2 separate regions of the Mus musculus genome follow, and region 2 is linked to region 1. The links are chromatin contacts, called in public targeted proximity ligation maps. All regions are on one chromosome and are shown on one strand. The core of a region is the stretch at or near the end of the contact, and the rest is flanking DNA. Distances in the headings are between cores, read along the strand shown.

What was found.
Region 2: a contact with region 1 is called in a targeted proximity ligation map of the HPC-7 cell line, with 7 times the contacts expected there. A contact is called at or near these places in 33 of 484 Hi-C or Micro-C datasets (B cells, the C2C12 cell line, the CH12 cell line and 19 more) and 11 of 130 datasets of targeted methods (CD8 T cells, the HPC-7 cell line, astrocytes and 8 more).

The regions. Positions count from the first base shown.
Region 1 is chr19:16,108,919-16,112,657 of GRCm38.p6, reverse strand. No RefSeq gene overlaps it. Among named protein-coding and RNA genes, the nearest start is that of Gnaq, 22 kb to the left of the region's middle.
Region 2 is chr19:16,317,077-16,320,815 of GRCm38.p6, reverse strand. All of the region lies in intron 3 of Gnaq (guanine nucleotide binding protein, alpha q polypeptide), which reads right to left. Among named protein-coding and RNA genes, the nearest start is that of Mir496b, 3.9 kb to the right of the region's middle.

The DNA.
Region 1 (3,739 bases), core at 593-3,092:
GAGCCAGAGGAAGGGAAGGAAAGTGGTATGGAACGCTGACTTCCAGGGATGACATAGCTGCAGCACTCTTAATACGTGATAACTGGGGTTACTTATACAAGGTTCTGCACAAGATTAGACCATTGTATCAATAGTCTATTATGGAAAGAGTTGGGGCTTCCAAAACCCCACCTATGCACGAGGATTTATATATAGTTAATGGTTGATGAAGAAGGAAGAGGTATTCTCTTCAGTATTATAGTCACTGGTAAAGTTCCCACACATTTGTCAACAAACTTTTATTCATGCTCTTGTAAATAACCTTAATGAAACTACACACACACATACACACACACACACACACACACACACACACTCACACACACACACTCACACACACACTCACACACACACTCACACACACTCACACACACACACACGCACACACACACACACACTCATACACTAAAAGGGGGGCTACCTGGAAGAACAAATGGACTCATCAAGACAAGGTAATAGCCTTGTGTGAATATGATAAACACACACATATGTATGTAAGAAAATGTCATAATGAAACTCTAATATATAATTAACACGTGCAAATAATGTTGCCAGTATGAGACTCTGGTGTCTAATTGTTTAACTCCTCTCCTGGTTCCATTTCTCTGTCCAGTTTATTGACTTTCTCTGGCTTCATTCTGGACTTAGTGCTGGGTACCTTGACTTTTGTTAGAGATACAATCCAGAATCTAATCTAAAAAGCTACTACATTAGTGGTCTTTAAATTCTGGAGCAACGGAATTCTCATCTAAGACTAGGACAGAATTTTTTTTTTTTAAGATTTACTACATTTATATGAGTACACTGTAGTTGTCTTCAGACACACCAGAAGAGGGCATCTGACCCCATGACAGATGGTTGTGAGCCCCCATGTGGTTGCTGGGAATTGAATTCAGGACCTCTGGAAGAACAGCCAGTGTTCTTAATCTCTGAGTCATCTTTCCAGACCCTAAAACACTCTTAAGACTATATTCTTACTCTTTAAAACTATATTTTTGTTGCCTGGAAGCCATAGGAAGCTATGATGAAGACTCCAAGCATATGATCATGCTACTGGAGTGATTGTCATTTTAGAGTATCACTAATATTCTCAATATAATTCATGCAATAAATATCACAAGTCTCGTGCACCATTGCATCAGCTTCCTTGCTTTTCTTCCTCTGTGCTCACTAGAAGCACATCTTTTGGCTACAAGTATCAGGACACTAACATGCCTGAAGATAATTGGGCACAGCCACATCTCAATTCTACAGGACAATTTAGTACAGAGATGGAAACCTGAGGTCCAATCCTAAATTCTTCATAGAGAGTTATAACTATCCATCATACACAGAAGCCACTGGATTCAGAAAAAGAAAATAGTAATATTATTATTAATTGACTCATGTGGTTTAAAATCATAAAGGACAGTTTCTTCAAGGAGAAGCAGGGACACAGCCAACCAATGGTACCCTAGGGAAAACAGGTTACAGATGATGAAATTGAGATGTGTTTACTGCTGGGTTTGATGTATGTGAGAGAAGCGAAATACTCAGAGAGACAGGGGTCATTGACAGAGCATGCTCATTCAAAAGTGTCTGCGAGAGAATAGTCTTAAAATAAACGAGCAACCCTTCTGAGGCCCTGTCCCTTTAATATTTTGGAAGAATCAATGAGATGTGACAATGACAAGGTTGGTAAGGATACCACCAACACTTCCTCATTTTGCCTAAGGAAAACCTCAGGGTATAACTTGGCCTGGTAGAGTTAGCAATCTGGCCCAGGAAGGCAGCACATTCATTAGTCAGAGGCAACTTATGCTACCAAGAAAGAGCTTCAGAAGGGAAAGTCTAAGTGCCGTATCCAGGAAGTAGGAAGTACCTCCATATGGTTGTGTAAGGATGTTATTTTACTGTGGAGACCAATCTTACTAGCTAGAAATGGGTAACAAGTGACTTTTCTACCTAGTGCAGGGCAGAACAGTGAGAAAAAAAAAAAGAAAGAAAAGAAAAGAAAGTTAATTAAATCCTTTTCTTTCCAAGCATTTTGTATATATCACTTTTTGTTTTAGAACATTTTAACATTTGCAGAGGAGTTGCAGTGGAGTGGAGATTTCCCCAAAAGCTGAATACAAGTGTTTATAGTTCATGTCCAGCAGCGTGCCATCTCCTCTGTAACATTGGCCTCAGCTCCCAGAAATGTCTGGATCGGAACCTTACGGAACTTTTCTTATGCACAGTACATTCCTCAAAGGATTCTTGGTTCACATTGTAAAATTGTAACATTCCTAACAACTTTGTATTGAATAAAGATATGCATCAAAATGAGCTTTCTCTGTCGAGAAGATGTACATGCGGCCAGTATGTTGTTACAGAACAGAGTATTAAAAACTTTTCTGTGCCCTTTCAGGTCCTCAGGTGGTCATGAGATAGGCAGAGGGGGCTGTGGTGAATCTGATGACCCACCGTCCAGTTTTTCATGAAGAAAAGGCTTGCAGCCTAGCTTTCAGAAATGGCTGTCACAGGGATGTTGACACAGGAAATGTTCAGAGATGGTGTACACAGGAAAGAGCCACTTCACAATAATGTTACACCATTTTTTAGGACAGCTGTTTCTGTATTATTGCAGAGTAACAACTTCAAATTTTTCAATGGCATGTAAAAACAAACAAACAAACAACAGCAAACCCATTCCTTTCTATATGGCTCCCTGCCTTACTTATAGATAGAGTCTTTCTATAGAGCCCAGGTTGACTTTAAATTCATGATTTCCCTGCCTCAGTCTCCCCCATGCTGGCATTACAGGCATGATCATTACCCATTACTTTCTTGTGTGTTTATCTGGAGGTCAGTTAGCCTCAGCTAAGTTGTAGGTTTATATTGATGTCATCTGGTATAGGCACAAAGTCACAACTCTGTTTCAGGCACCAAGTCTCTCACTCTAAAATGCCTAAAAGAGCAACAGCTACTTAGGTTATGTCCTGCCTTCACGTAAGTGAATGGTAGAAGGTTCTGGAAGGCTGGAATGAGTCATAAGATCTCATTTCAAAGCTCAGCCAGTCCCTACTGCTCTTATTCCACTGGCCAAAATAAGTTCAACATCCTTGGAGAATGGGAGGTACAGTCCATGAACTACAAGGAAAGTGAATGAAGGCCCATGAGCAAAGCATTCTGTCTACTGCAAGCATCCTGAAAGATGAGTGGATTTTTCTAAAGCTAAGGAGCCTTCTGGGGGAAGGGAGAATGGGAGCCCCGCTTGTTCTCTTGGAGAACTTTAAATTAGGAAAGTTTTATTAGGATGAACAGGAAACATTCAAGCAAAAGTTAAGTGCAAGAAAAAGCAAGTCCCTGTATCTTAAAAAGAAGGAGAAGAGGAAGAAGAAGAAGAGGAAGAGGAAGAAGAAGGAGAAGAAAGAAGAAGAAGAAAAAGAAGAAGAAGGAGGAGGAGGAGGAGGAGGGGGGGGAGGAGGAGGAGGAGGAGGAGGAGGAAGAGGAAGGAAAATCAACCTAAGGACAGAAATAACTGAAATTAGGAAGCTGATTCTATGTGTGCAGTTGACATCTACTACAATATTTCCCAAATATTGTGAGAGTCAGTGGTAATTGCTTCATATAAAAGAATTAGAAGGCTAGGAGTATAGGACCATACCACATCCCAGCAGAGAACAAGGCTAGTTCACTAGGTGGGGACTTGCCCACATTACATCCCAGCAAGGCCAGT
Region 2 (3,739 bases), core at 901-3,400, 210 kb before region 1:
CCTATTTCTGTTGGAAAGGCTACCTGGCTATAAAAAAAAAAAAAAGGTAGAGTGTCCAGAACATAGATGAGGAAGAAGATGGCATGAATTCTCACCACCATCCCTCCCCTAGGCAAGATGAGCAGGTCACCCAGGTACCTAGACACTGGTGTAGCAATAATCCTGCAATGGGTTTCCCAGAAAGGGGTGAAAATAAGCCAGGGATTTACAGGATCTCTAGACTTACCTTAAACAGCTACCAGGAGTCACCTATGTTCTCCTTAAACAAGCAAAAAAACAAAAAAAAAAAAAAAAAAAGACTTCCACAGAAGTAGAAGGAAGGACATCCACCAAATAACCCCTTAGGTTTCCTCTAGTTAGCAGAAGCCACATGCCTGTCTACCCGACAGACAGCACTTTGTCAGCACAGCAGCTGGTTATTCCTTCTAAAGGTAGCCTGGTTTGGATAATAAGTGACCCAGTTGCTATCTTATTTAGTACATGCAGAAAATTACTGGTTTTCCATGGAAGATTAGAATACACGAAGCTTTCCAGTAGGAGAGACGTATTTCAGGGTAATCAAAAGCATCAGCTGAGTAGCAAAGCTGCCACAGAGCGAGCAGAGCAAGCGCCACGTGTAGTAAGAAGCCCGGGCGTGGTAACACATGTCTTTAATCCCAAGAGGCAGGGGCAAGCAGATCTCCCTGAGTTGGAGGATAGCCTGATCTCCACAAAAGTTCCAGAACCTGCCTCAACAATAACAACTATTATTATTATTTCTATTAGTACCATGACTATATTACAAATCCTTTTGGGATTATTTACCAGCAAGGGTTATGAATTGACATAAAAGGACAAAGTGAAAGCTGACAGTGTAAGAATGTGACATCACTTAAAACGCATTCTATTACACTGCTCACCGTGAGTCTGAATCTTAACTTCCGGTGTATAATAACTCCTGTAAGAAAGAAGCAAGCTAACCTGTACAAAGGATGAATCAGGAATCCAGGCCACTCTACAGCAGGCCAATGAAATATAAAACAGGTCTCTTTAGTAGTAGAAAAGCCTTAAGAGACACAGTTGCCAGATGAAATTTGTAGTCCTAAAATTACCCCCATCTGAATGACATTTTGGAAGAACCCAGGGAGTCTCAACATGAACTCACTGGCTTTAGGTATAATTTATGGGCCTTTTATTTAGAAAAATGTAAATTTTTAAACAAAGATATATATAATGAAATGATACAAGATGTTATAATTTATTATTTCCACAAAAACATCATCTAAAATAACTAAGTATATACATTTACATAAATGCAACTTAGGAAGTCAGCTTATTCCCGAACTATAGAAAAGTCGGAGTATGTAAAGAACAATCAGTTAGGGGACTTCAATCAGCTTGTGCCAAGGGCACAGGTATCGTCTCTGTCAAACCAGCAGGTCAGATTCTATGCTAAACTCACGCTGGCAGAATTCTAAGGTGATGGCGTTCTAAGGTGGAAAGACTGCCCAGGACAGCTCTTGGCCTAAACAAACATTACAGAAACATGCAAATTCCCTATTAAGTAATGGGTACAAGTCTCAAAATCCACAAATCTTCCTGACATATTATCATGAGAGATGACAGAGGCTGTCTCAAGAGCATTTCCATGGGAGATTAAGTTTCGTGCAAAAGGAACATTTCATTAGTTGACCCCCCGGGGGGATGGGGGGACGAGGGACGGGACGACAACAACAGATTAGCTTCTTCATGGACAGCCACACTCTGGTGGATACTTAACTCTGTGGTAGACACCTAAGATATTGGAGTTTTGACTCCCTGCTATCAAGGCCTCTCTATAGGCAGAATAATTATAACTGATGGCTAAAGAAAAAAGAGAGAGAGAGAAGTAGACAGGGGAAGAGATAGTGTATAAAATAAGCATGAACAGAGGCTGGCTTCTGCTCAGTGTAGAGCACGTGTTGCAATGCAGAAGGTTCTAGGTTCAATCTGCAGTCCTAGAACAAGAAAGAAGGAAGGAGGAGAGAGAGGGGGAAGAAGGAGAGGGAAGGACGGAGCCATGGTGCGTTACTTTGAAACAGGATCCTGCTAGCAAAGTGCAGGGCAGAAGGGAGTTAAAGGAGAAGCAGAGAGGAGAGTCACAGTGAGGGTGGAGGAGCAAACAACAGGAGGGTGAGACATAACGGACAGGAAGAGGGAGGTGGATAAACAGCTCAACATGGGCCACTGATGAAATCTGAAATGGCAAAGGAAACAGAAGGAAAGAGGAGGCAGGAAGTAAAAGACAGACAGCTGGTCAAAGGTAGAGGAGGCAGGATTTGCAACAGACAAGAAGTGAATGCACGTTTTTTCTATCTATGTACTCAGTTTACAGTGACTTGCAACCAGGGAATGAGGAGGGAGGGAAGGGAGTGGGCAGGGCCGGTGGAAGGGTGAAGAAGGTCGGCAGAAAGTAACGGATCCGGAACCAGAAGGGTGATGTGGAAGAAGGATGGGGCGGGAAGGACAGACAGTAACAACACACACGTCAGATGACTGCACATACTGGAGCGCATGCTAAAAAGGACAGACGGAATCCTGCTGTCAAGTCTGGAATTACATGACTCAAACTCAGCAGATAATATCAAAGTACTTTATTCAGGCAACATTTCTATGGCAGAACCATAACGGCGTGTCTTATGCAAATGTCTAGAAAGACAGAAATTAACTTCACTGTAAAGAGAATGCATAAGCCCTGGACCTTGCAGGCATTACCGAGGGACATCCATCAGCCACTAGGCCCCTCAGTTTGCTCTGAAGTCCACTCTTGTCCACTAGGTTGTTCTAGGTTAGGGACAGGCTTTAGGATGAGAAATATTTCCCACCCTTTCTTGTGTCTGACCAGAGCCAAAGTAAGAGAGGGATGGCATGTTAACATCATTAATGTAGATGGAAATCTGGCTAGATAACTAAATAATCCAAAACAAACACAACCCACTTTTTGTTTCAGATCTTAGCTATCTAGATTCCTGGCTACATTGATGATATTAATCCCACGGGGAACTTCATCTCTGTATGGACATTTGAAGACAGAATTAACAGATCTCCCTCGGATGCAAATCACTCCCAGGTACATGAGATTAACTGGCAGCTCACACAATAATTCTGGAATGCATGCAAAATTAAAACTCATAAAACTCTTCCTGCAAAAGAAAACCCATCTATCAATAATTGTTCTTTGAAAGTTGACAAGGGTCTAAGAATTAGAAACTAGGAAGTCTTATGTTTTCAGAAGCCACGATCAAACACATGTTTCTTTGTAATTTCTAGCTTATTTAAGTATTATGTCATCCAATACTAAGATCAGAATTTTTACTTCGTTTGTTATCTTTATTATTATTTATTATTTAATCTTTTTACAGTCCAGACTTTATCCCCCTCCTGGTCCACCCTCTGACTGTTCCACATCCCATACCTCCTCCTCCCACAGCCCCCTCCCCTGTCTCCAAGAGGATGTTCCCCAGCCCTCCACCCCCACCCCACCAGGCCTCCCCACTCCCTGGGGCCTCAAGTCTCTTGAGGGTTAGGTAAGTCTTCTCTCACTGAGTCCAGACCTGGCAGTCCTCTGCTGTATATGTGTTGGGGGTCTCATATTGGCTGGTGTATGCTGCCTGGTGGCTGCCAGTGTCTGAGAGATCTTGGGGGTCCAGGTTAGTTGAGACTGCTGGTCTTCCTATAGGGTCGCCCTCCTGTGATGGCTAAATGCAACTTGGGAGGGAAA